2 separate regions of the Bos taurus genome follow, and region 2 is linked to region 1. The links are chromatin contacts, called in public Hi-C maps. All regions are on one chromosome and are shown on one strand. The core of a region is the stretch at or near the end of the contact, and the rest is flanking DNA. Distances in the headings are between cores, read along the strand shown. Region 1 holds the start of LEKR1 (leucine, glutamate and lysine rich 1). Region 2 has its middle 59 kb from the start of LEKR1.

Region 1 (5,642 bases), core at 2,329-4,828:
CATGGGGTCACAAAGAGTCCGACGTGACTGAGCAACTGAACTGAACTGAAAATTTCTGTAGTGGTTTACTATTAATTATTTGTTTTGCAAATACATAATAAGGATTACTTAACATTTGAAACGGACCCATTTATGTCTTTTATTTTCTGAAAAGCTGCTAGATAAATATCTAAGTATAGTATTTGGCCATTGTTGAAGCCCTTACAAGGGCTCCAAAAACACCTGGTCAAATACCATGCCAGAATTATATATCCAGCTTCTTTCACAGGCTGAACATTTTTGGCACTGAAGTGAATTCTACAGTTTTGACTATTATAATTATTCCCTTCCCCACTCCACCAATTCACTGCAGATCCCCTGACTAAAACAAATATAAAACCTCTGAATGCATTCTCCCATGTTTTAGAATTAACTGTTAAAATTCTAATGTTGTGCTATAATAACATAGTAACATACCTTTTGGATTTCTTCAGGTAATGCATGCATGGGAACATGACGATCCATAATTTCCCAAAATATACTGAAGGAGCTTTGAAGTAAAATAATCTAAAAACATTGATGGTGATAATTAGTATTAAAACAATATGAAGAAAATTTTAATAAGATCAATTCCTACAAGTTTTGGGAATCAATGGGTATAACTATTTTCACAGATGTTTGTTTCATCAACTCAATGTTAAAAGCTACAAATGAGGTTTTCTCATGTGGTTATTAGGCCAACAGAACAGGAAGGACCTAGAGAGACTACTGAATTAAAAATAACATTTTCTTTCTTTGGAACTTTATAATTGTAACTTCTGTAGTGGCTTACAACTAGTTATTTGTTTTGCAAATACAGATTAAGGATCACAAAATTTTAAACAGATCCATTTATTTCATTTAAAAGAAAAGTTTTTCGCCTGAAAAGCTGCTGGAAAAAATATCTATAGAATAGTTTAGCAGATAAAAGAAAGCAACTGTGACATTAATGCTGGTTTAAATCAAGTACAGGAAAAAATATTTAGAGTTATCAAGTTAAATATGATAGGCAAGCACTGAACAGAAAAGTCACTAAAGCATAAGAAGCCAAGTGCCAATTTTACCAAAAGTGGACATTTATATAATTTTTACGCAGATGTTTTACTTTTAATAATTTTCATTTTATAATAAAACAATTCAATATAAAACTCTATCACTACTTTCATAAAACCACACAAGATTAATGAAGGTGCACTTAGAGTTCTTTTTTTTAATGTTTCCCAAATAAGGAGAAAGAATAAACTGTCCAGTTTCAGGAGTGAGAGATGTTCATTCATATGTATGGGTATATACAGATACATATATATATACACACATATAAATGGGAAGTGAAGGGGGACAGCAGAGTAAGATAATATAGGCACAATTCCACAGCAGGAAAGACGTGAGGGTCAGGAGCTGTAGACAAGGAACAATCTAGACGTTCCAGGAAAAAAATGTCTTATCTTCCTCATGGGAATGGGGAATTAGCAAAGGCTTCCTGAGGAGGTGAGTGAGGAGGTTTACATTTGATCTGGACAAGATTTTGACAAACAGAGACTAAACAGGCATAGTACTCTATCAGAAAAAGTAACCCCAGCCACACAGCAAGATGTCAAGAAAACTGTAATTGACAAAAGTTCCTGTTTTTTTTAATTGTCTAAGTATTGGTGGAAGGATGGATTTCCAATCCCCCTTGTTAGCAAAGTTCCATGTTTAATGAGCTGCTGTTTAAAATAAATAACTAATGGGCTGTCTTCCAACCTAAAGATAAAGGTAATACAATGTGTATGGACAGAGAGAGTAAAGTTAACTGATGTAGTGAACATTGGCCCACATGGCCAAGTACATAATAATCTGATGTTTGGCAGACTGTCACAGTGATGTGGCAAGAGCTCATTATTCACAGAAAGCTCATTATTCTCATTCCTGTCATTTTACAGTGAGCTCACCATCAGTAAAATAATATGGCTTCATCTTAATGAAACTCTATTGTGAGCAGAATTTTTCCTAAAATTACCAACTAAATTTCCTTTTTAAAATTTCACACCTAAATGTATTTGAGAGCATGAATCTAGTGGCACAGTATCGTTACTGTAAATCTATTCCAATTTTGTGGCCTTACTATACTGAGTGGGAAAAATTGGTAGGTGTGATTACGGAGGAAAAAATTTTAAATCCTGCCATCCAGAAAATTTCCCCACAATGCAGAAAGCAGTTTTATTATCACATAAGCATTTAACTAAACTGTGAGGCACAGCTAATCTAATAAGATTACAAACACAGAAAGAAATCCCACTTTTTAATATAGCCAAGCAGATACACTCCACTACATACATGTTCTCAAGATAAAAGATAAAAAAAAAAAAAAGATAAAAGATAATTTGTCCTCAACAGAGCTTGCCATACTCTATTTCATAGTTTGTTTTAAATTCACCTGGTAATTGAAGTGCTAGCTAACAGCGTTTGTTCAAATGAATACATATCTCTAGACAAAGCACTTGGTTACTAGAAGCACTAAACTCCCAAAGTAATATGGAGATATGGGCCCTGTTTCCCTTGATGTTTACATTTTAAAGAAATGGCTCCCCAGTCCTCCAGAAAAATATTCTGGGTCTTCAAAAGATTTGCATACATACATGTTGAAGGAACAGAGGAAGCACACAGCCATAAGAAGTTTCCCAAGAAAGGGATGGGAGAGGTCTCTTTCCCTTTAACAAAAGGGGGAAAAAAGGTTTTTTTTTTAACTTTTAATTTACTTTCATTATTTTGCTTTTTTCTTTTTAAATCAAAGAGGCCCTTTTATTCTCTCACATTACACACTTTCTCGACTCTTCTTCGACATGAGGTGCGGTGATAACCAGCGGTAGCCGCGTAGGTATTTGTGAACCTGCTCTGACAGGATTACAAGGAAGATGTCAAAAATACAGACCCGTCCCTAGTCGTTCACTTCCGATTCCCTGCATGACACCAGTGTCACGCTGGGCCATTAACTCACGTTCAGCTTTCAGGCCCTTCCCTAAAGAACTATTTCTTTAGTGTGAATCACCACAGATGAGGTCAAGGTCAGGTGAAGAGGGAGTTCACGTCTTGAGACATTATGAAGGGGCAGGATTTTCCAAATAGAAACTAACTGCAAGTACAGCCAAAATCGGCTTGCAAGGGTTTTGAAATCTGTCCCTTTATAACCCCGTTCCCTCGGGACCCGCGGAGGCGGGAAGAAGAAAAGGTGCGGGAATGAGGCCTATCCTGGCCACGCTCTCAAAGAAGAGGGCGCCCAGCCGGACGGGCTCGCGAAGACTCGACAGAGGCAGCAGCCGGGGTCAGGGGCAAGGCGCGGGGCCCATTCTCCGGGCGCGGCACCACGGCTCGGCTTTCCGGCTCTGCCCCCGGGGTGCCAGCACGCCTCTTCTTCGGAAGTGCGCGCCGGGACCAGGTCATTCCGGGGCTCAAGAAAGCCTTTCCTTGTCTCTCTCACCTATACTTCGATTCCGCCGGGGGCAAAAGGCTTTCCTGGTCTCCCAGGAGACCGTGCTGCACGTCAGCCTGACGTCAAGGCGCGGTGACGTCACGACACACGCCGCTCGCCAACGCGGAAACAGGACACCCCTGCGCCGCCCCGGGCCAAGTCCTGGGCGGAAGCTTGAAGTCTCCTGGCTGGGGTCAAAGAACGGGCTTAGCAATACGCTGGGTACTGTGAGTGGGAGGCAAGGGATGCTAAGGGCGAGGCAGAGGAGGGCCGGCTGGAGTCGTGGGGGCGGCTGCAGGGATGGAGGGAGACATTTCTAGCCCAGAGGCGGGTTGGAATGACGGTGGCAGAGGTGGAGGACAAAGTCGGTCTACCTCTCACCCCTCAGTGGAGTCGCAAAGAGTCGGACATGACTGAACGGCTGAACTGACTGTGACCCTTTATTACAATTTTTCTTCTGTTAATTTTTCTCAGGGGTCATTGACCCCTGATATAGAGAAGAAAAAACAAATTCTTACTAGTTTTTGGAGTCTATATAAAGTGATAACCTAGGGCTTTCCACGTGGTTCACACAACTTTGTGTTGTCATGTTAACATTTCAGTTCAGTCGCTAACTCGTGTCCAACTCTATTGGACTGCAGCACGCCAGGCCTCCCTGTCCATCACCAACTCCCAGAGTTTACTCAAGGTCATGTCGATTGAGTTGGTGATGCCATCCAACTGTGCTGCGGTTCATGGGGTGGCAAAGAGTCGGACATGACTGAGCGACTGAAGTGAACTAGGAGTTCAAATGTTTTGTCATCTGTTCAGCAATAAATTGTATACTAAATTCTTTTTAGCCATGAGAATATGATTGAACAAAATTTCCAATGAGACAAGTTAGGCCTTGAAGAAATAAACATCTACTTTCAAATATTCAAAGTCAAGCTCTACAATGAACCCTTTGATGATTGTAAACGTGTACTCTTGTGGCCTGTTCATTACTGATAAGAGCTTCACCCAAAAATGTACTGTGTGCCAAATATGTTAATATTTATCATATGAATATATTGATTTTTAATTGAGATATAACTGAAATACATTAGTTCCAGGTATCCAACAAAATGATTCAATATTTGTTTATATTGTAAAATAAAGGCAATAAGTCTAGTTAACATCCATCACCACACATAAATACAATTTTTTTTTCTTATGATGAGTGCTTTTAAGATATGCTCTCTTAGTTTCTTTCAAAATAAACAGTACAGTATTATTCACTATAGTCACAGTGCTGAAACACTACATCCACAGGACTTATTTTCATGAATATATTTTAAAACACAAAAAGAATAAAGCTTTAACAGTACTCATTTAATACTTTTAATGAATTTGATGCTCAAAATTATTGTACTGACAGTTCTTTAACCTTAGCATCCAACATCTAGCCTATAACAAATATCAATGAAATCAGACTGAAAATTGATAATTGCCTTATACACTTTAAAAACTTTTTAAAGAACTTGCTTTTTTAATGAAATTATTACTTATTTCTGAGATTTCCATAGATTCTAATGAAGCGTCTAACATTTGTTTTGATAAGTGATTGGCAGCAGTGATTTCATTCTATCTTTATAGAGATGAAGTTCATGTTTCTGTACCTATAATTTTAGGTAACTATGGAATTTATAAGACTCAAGTTAGAGTAATTTTCCTGTCATTTTTTTTTTTTTTTACATCTCTAGTAATAGGATATTTTAATGCCATTAAATCAGGAGTTGTGAATCATCTGAAAAGTATTTTCCTATGAACTACTGATAAAAAAAATCAAACATTACTATCAAACATGTGAAAAAGATGAATCATAGTAGCCCTGGTTTGCAAGGGTATAGAGAAACTAGCACTCTTTTTTAATTTGTATTTTTGGCTGTGTTGTCTTCGTTGTAGCATGCAGGCTTTCTCTAGTTACAGAATGCACTCTACAAATAACCCAGCATGTGTGATCTTAGTTCCCCAACCAGGGGTTAAACCCACACCTCCTGCATTGGAAGGCAGATTCTTAACCACTGGACCATCAGGGAAGTCCCACAATTAGCACTCTTAAACACTGCTTTAAGATTGAAAAATTAATACATTATGTTTTAAACACCTTGAAATGTTCAAAACTATTATAGTGGGCACCTGATTCTCCCTTCTTCCT
Region 2 (5,642 bases), core at 2,151-4,650, 60 kb after region 1:
GAGGCAAAAGGAAATCTTAGGCTTCTTTCAGATAATGTTTTGTGAATGAGGCTGAGAATAAATAATATATTACTGTTTTTTTAGGAGAAAATTCATTGCTGCCACCCCTACCAAGAGGGATCAGTATCCTCACCATGGACCTCTGCTTAGGAAAGGTGGCATTCAAAGGCAACCAGACATCTCTACTGCCAGCTCATCAGGTTGGGGCCAGGACTGCCATGCTCCAGTTTAACTAGCTGGGAAGGACTGTTTTCAAGGGGAATGGAGGTCATTAAACAGGGCAGCCCTTATTTGGCTATCTCAGCATTCTGAAGTGATGCTAGACATGGAAAGTGATGAAAATCAAACAGGAATGTTCAATAAGGGCAACTGGTCACTGTTAGGAAAGCAGATTTCCCCTGTACTATTCCTCTTTGTTTGAATTCAAGCAGTGAACATTGCAAAGTCCAACTAATGTGATAAATGATCCAGTAAGTCATGACACAGTGCAATATATATTTTAAATACAAGCCAGAATTTGTCATTTAGTTTGAATGTTGCTTAAAATTAGAACTGTTCTTTTACCACAATTATAGCCTCAGTTTAGTAAAAGGCAGTATTTCAGTTCTTTGTCTTCATAAGCAAGCAATAAAATTGCATATTTAGCAGTCAACAAACTCTCATTGAACACCTACTGTGTGCTAGTCTGATTCTGATTCAGAACCTTGATTCTTGTCCCATTCACATTATTTTTAATGCAAAAATTAAAACTAATATGTTATACTTTAAGCTCTTTTCCTATTTTTCTGTAGGCTGGCAGAGAGAAAATTGCCCAGGGAACGTCTTCTACTACTGAGATCTGGAAATACAGTCCTAAAAAGAAAAAAAGTTCCCTCCCCATGTGGAGGTATCTTTCTTTCTCCAGAGAGAAGCAGATGGGTAAGTAAATAATTGAAAAATAATTATAAATAATTGTAAATTTTCGGTAATTAAAAAAAAAACACTAAAAACAGGAGCTTTTGATAGAGTCTGGCAAAGTAAGGGATAACTCCTCTAAAGTGATTGTGGAAGACTCACTCAGGAGGTCTCGTATGATCTTGGGCTTCCCTGGTGGCTCAGTGGTAAAAGAATCTGCTTACAGTGCAGGGGATGTGTGCAGGAGATGCAGGTTCAATCCCTGGGTCAGGAAGATCCCCTGGAGAAGGAAATGGCAACCCACTCCAGTATTCTTGCCTGGGAAGTCCCATGGACAGAGGAACCTGGCAGGCTACGGTCCATGGGGTCACAAAAGAGTCAGACACAACTTAGCAACTAAACAGCAACAACATGTGATCTTAGACCTGAATTATGAGGAAGGCCCCAGCCATGGAAAATTTGAAGGAAGAACCTGGGGAGCATTCAGGGAAATCCCCAAGGGGGTAACCTTGGTGTAGTCAAGGAATAAGAAGGACAAGTTGCCTGCAGAGCTTTGAGTTAAAAGAGATCTACGAGGTGAGGTCATACAGGTGGGAAGGGGCTGGATAGACTATAGTAAAGTACAACTGGATAACATTGAAAGACTGCGGGGTATCAATATTATTTGTGCTTTAGATTTATCATTCTGGCCAATTTATGGAAAACAGGTGGAAGCAAGAAGGCCAGCTTAAAGTAATTGTGATAAGCAATTAGTAGCTTAATATTGGCAGGGACAGGAAGTACAGTGGATGGATTTGAGATGTTTTAGAAGCAGAACCTCTAAACTTGCTGAATAATTAGATATGGAGGTGAGGGAAAGGTAGGAAACCAGGAAAAATGTTAAGGTTTGAACAACAGAGAATGACAGTGTCATAAGATGGAGAAGTGAATTCACAGAGGAAAAGATTTGATGTGAAGGTAGGAATGGAGAATTCTTTGCAGCTTGTTACATGGGAGTTTTCTTTTCTTTTGGACATCTGACTGGAGATATGAAGACTGGAGAAATAAAGTAGGTACAATTGGTTTGTAAAAGATGATGTAAAACTATGGGAGGAGAGAAAAGTAGGAAGCCCAGGACTGGGCCATGAGGCACTCCAACATTAGAAGTTCAGGACAGAGTAACAAGGAAATAAGCGTAGTACTTAATATACTATAAATGGAGGCCAAATGCTGGATATAAAATGCATTAGAGGAAGAATCAAAGGTGTCATAAACATGCTGAAAACTGCAGCACTTGGGCATGTTAACTTCCTGCTGTGGTGAAAATAAAGATGAAATTCATTTCATCTGAGTTAGCAAATATCATGGAAAAATACATGGTCTTTATTCCATGAGGGTATTTATAACACGTGACTGTCTCTGCATCACTGCCACCCTTGTAAACAGTTCTTCAGGTGCCGTGATTTGTCTCAGATAGGGCTGCTCTGTGTCCTGGGATGAGTTTGGGGAAAACTATAGCACACCTGTGTTTATTCATGATTTGGAGAGTCCTGTTTGGTAATACTGAGTCATTTCCCCAATGCTTTGAGAAATTAGATAGGGTGGGAATTGTACTTATATGTGTAAAATCTCTGGATTAGTTCTGCAGGAGTGATGGTCCAGTCCAGTCAGTTCTTAGAAACCAAACCCTTCAAGTCTTCTACAGGGACAGGTCTCATGTTAATATGAAACGTGAGGCATGCCAACACTAATCAACACAGAGTCCAGTGGCCCAGGCAGTGACCAGGGGCTTTGGAACTAGGCCATCTGTCTTCAAATCCCAGCTCTGCCATTTTCTGGCTATGTGTCCTAAGACAAGTTACCCAAGTTCTCCAAGTCTCAGTTTCCTCCTCTATTAATGATGACGATACTTCACAAGCTTGCTGTGAGCTTTAATGAGATACCATGTGCTGAGTGACTAACCCCGTGCCTCGATGAGTTGCTAGGAGATCCTCAAAAAATCTTGGTCTCATCTCTCTTCATTCCAGTAACAGACTCTAACCCACTAAAACCCCAGGTAATTCTGGTTCTGGCCCCATTCACTACATTACTTTTTGAATGTTAAAATTAAAATGTTATACTCATAGGTCACTTCCTGAATCAGTGATCCTTTTTGTGAGCTGGCAGAGAGAAAATTGTCTAGGCAACTTCTGCTGTTACAGTATGAGAAAAATTCTCACTCAGGGAGCAGCACTGTTTCTCAGCCTGGTTAATTTCCTCAGCACTGGGACAGTGCTGAAACTTCCTATTTAAATTATAGAATTTGAATTTAGTATCTGAACCCAGTAATAACAGAAAAACTTCCGAGCAACTGATTGCCAAATTTCTCTATAGTACACGGTTCAATAAATCTGCCACAGAACCATTGCCTTTTTTTTCTCATTTGTTAATTCAACTAGTATATACAAAGGCCCAACTAGGTGCCCAACACAAGGTAGACATGGGAGTGACCATGATGAGCAAGGTGGACACAGTCCCTGCACTCACTCTTGCACAGGCCAAGGTTAAACAGCCCGTTCCACTGTGATGTCCCTCCCCTGCTCCATTCACAAGAGGTCATTCACTTACTTGCAAAGGCAACTTGTTTAAGATTCCTGGAATTGTTTGGAAATAGGAACTAAAGGTTATTGCCATCTTTTCCCAGAGAACTTTCTCTTTCATCGAGGAATAGGATCTACTTCTTTGTGTGTATATTTTTAATTACAAAAATAACACATGGCTTGCTTTAAAATGTGTTAATTTCCCCTAAAGTGGGAAGCTTCTTCTCCTTGCCAGAAGAGAAGCAATTAGAATTTGGTATCTACACTTCTCAGTCTTTTTTCTAAGAAGAAACAAATGCATATCTGTTCATACCCACTCCCATGTCCCATAGATACCCAATGTTTTGTCTGCTTTGTTTTTTTAACAAATATCATACTGTTCTGTAACTGGACTTTTTTTACTTAGCAGTATGTCATGGACATATTTCAGCATATTAATCTAACTGCATTTTTAGTGTGCTACACAATAGTTATAGAATTAATCGTACTTGTTTTTTAACCTTCTTCTATCACTAGAACTTGTATTGATATTACAGACAATTACTTAGTAAATGTTCTTGTACATATATATTTTCTCATTTGTATGGCTTATCTGGACTAGAATCCTTTAAGTGAAATTGCTAGGTCAAAGGAGTTGTGCCTTTTAAACTTTGAAAATGTAAAATTGCCTTCAAGAAAGATGACACCCAATTTAGTTTCCTGTCAACACCATATGAAAATACTCACTTCCTCCCTCTCTGAATATTATCATTCTGAAGTTTGCCAGTCTGATGGGCAAAATGGAATTTCATTCTAGTTTGCAAACTTCTGGTTTCTACTCTGACATGTAAAAAGCTTGGAAAACACCATTTTCTTACAAGGAAAATCTGGACAAGCTGAAAATCAATGACTTTTCATCACAGAATTTAAGTTTCAAGGTAAACCACACCCTTGAAATCTGGAGAGACAGGTGCATCCAGAGAGAGACAGCAGAAGTCAGTGGACCAATAAGGGTGTGACCACTTAATTTAACTAGTAATTGTGACGAATTGCTGGAGGCAGAGTATGGACTAGTGTGACTGAGAAACACCTGGGGCCCCAATGGTCAGAGGGCCCCCCAGCTTTGAAGTGTTTCTTCCTCCAGGAACCCCACCACATTCTTACGGTGAGGATCTGAGAAAAACCTCCTCCTCCCCCATGGGATAGGGAGGCAGAGGGAGGAGATGGGAAGAATAGCAAAGATATAGCCCTCCTGGATCCTTCTCCATAGTAAAGTCTCACTCTCCAGGGACAATACTGAAACTGTATCCCACTTGGAGGCGGGCATTTCCACCATAGCCAGCCCCTAGCCTTCCTGTCTCAACTAAAACAACCTCCCAAAATATAGTTAATAGGACACTGGGAATGGAGTATGGGAGAAAGTCCTATACTTAGTGAAGAGGGAGAGAAACACTTTTAAGACACAGGCCCACCAAAGATGAACCTAATCAGTTTATAAAAACTTCCCTTCCCCTATACCTTACTGCCATTCCAATAAGCTTACAATGGATTACAGCTGAAAGATCTGCAAAGCCCCATGGCTTTCTGAGTGGGAGTAGGGAAGCCTGAAGCCAAGAGAGCATAGAAAAATAAGAGCACCAGAGGAATTTGAAGCCTGTGGAACTTTTACTACAAACATGAAACATAGTCCAGCTGCAAGCCAGATTAACATAAATCCTTACTCTAAAGGCCTAATTACCTCACTACCTACTACAACATATCAGGTTTTCAACCAAAAAAATTACAAGGCATACTAAAAGACAAGAAAAAAAGTCTGAGGACACAAAGAAAGCCCCAGAACCAGATTCAGATATAATACAGATGTTGGAATTATCAGACAAGGAATTAAAATAACTATGATTAATATGTTAAAAGCACTAATAAAACCAAATATAAAGCCAATTCAGTAACATCAGCAGAAAGATGGAAACTGTAAGAATCAGAAGGAAGTACTAGAAATTAAAAACTGTAATGGAAATGAAGACTTTCTTCAGTAAGCTCATCTGCTGGATGCAGTAAGGAAAAAGAGTGAATTTGAGGTAGCCCAATAGAAACTTCAAAAACAGAAACTCAAAGAGAAAAAAGAATTAAAAAAAATAATAACATTCAAAAATACAGAGTGAAGTAAGTCAGAAAGAGAAAGACAGATGTTGTATATTAATGCATGCGTAT

Evidence for each region. A called contact is a pair of places that touch in the nucleus more often than the background predicts.
Region 2: a contact with region 1 is called in a Hi-C map of liver, with 2.1 times the contacts expected there. The contact joins the enhancer-like site here to the promoter of LEKR1 in region 1. A contact is called at or near these places in 2 of 11 Hi-C or Micro-C datasets (liver and skin fibroblasts).

What each region holds. Positions count from the first base shown.
Region 1 is chr1:110,776,373-110,782,014 of ARS-UCD2.0, forward strand. LEKR1 (leucine, glutamate and lysine rich 1) reads right to left here and starts at 3,579. Exons shown (of 12, transcript XM_059888819.1): 1 at 3,476-3,579; 2 at 457-546. The coding sequence starts at 504.
Region 2 is chr1:110,836,186-110,841,827 of ARS-UCD2.0, forward strand. No RefSeq gene overlaps it. Among named protein-coding and RNA genes, the nearest start is that of LEKR1, 59 kb to the left of the region's middle. Within about 2 kb of position 3,401, at least 5 of the 102 cell types and tissues checked have an H3K27ac peak or open chromatin away from gene starts, as enhancers often do. A contact at or near this core is called in liver, where this site is marked.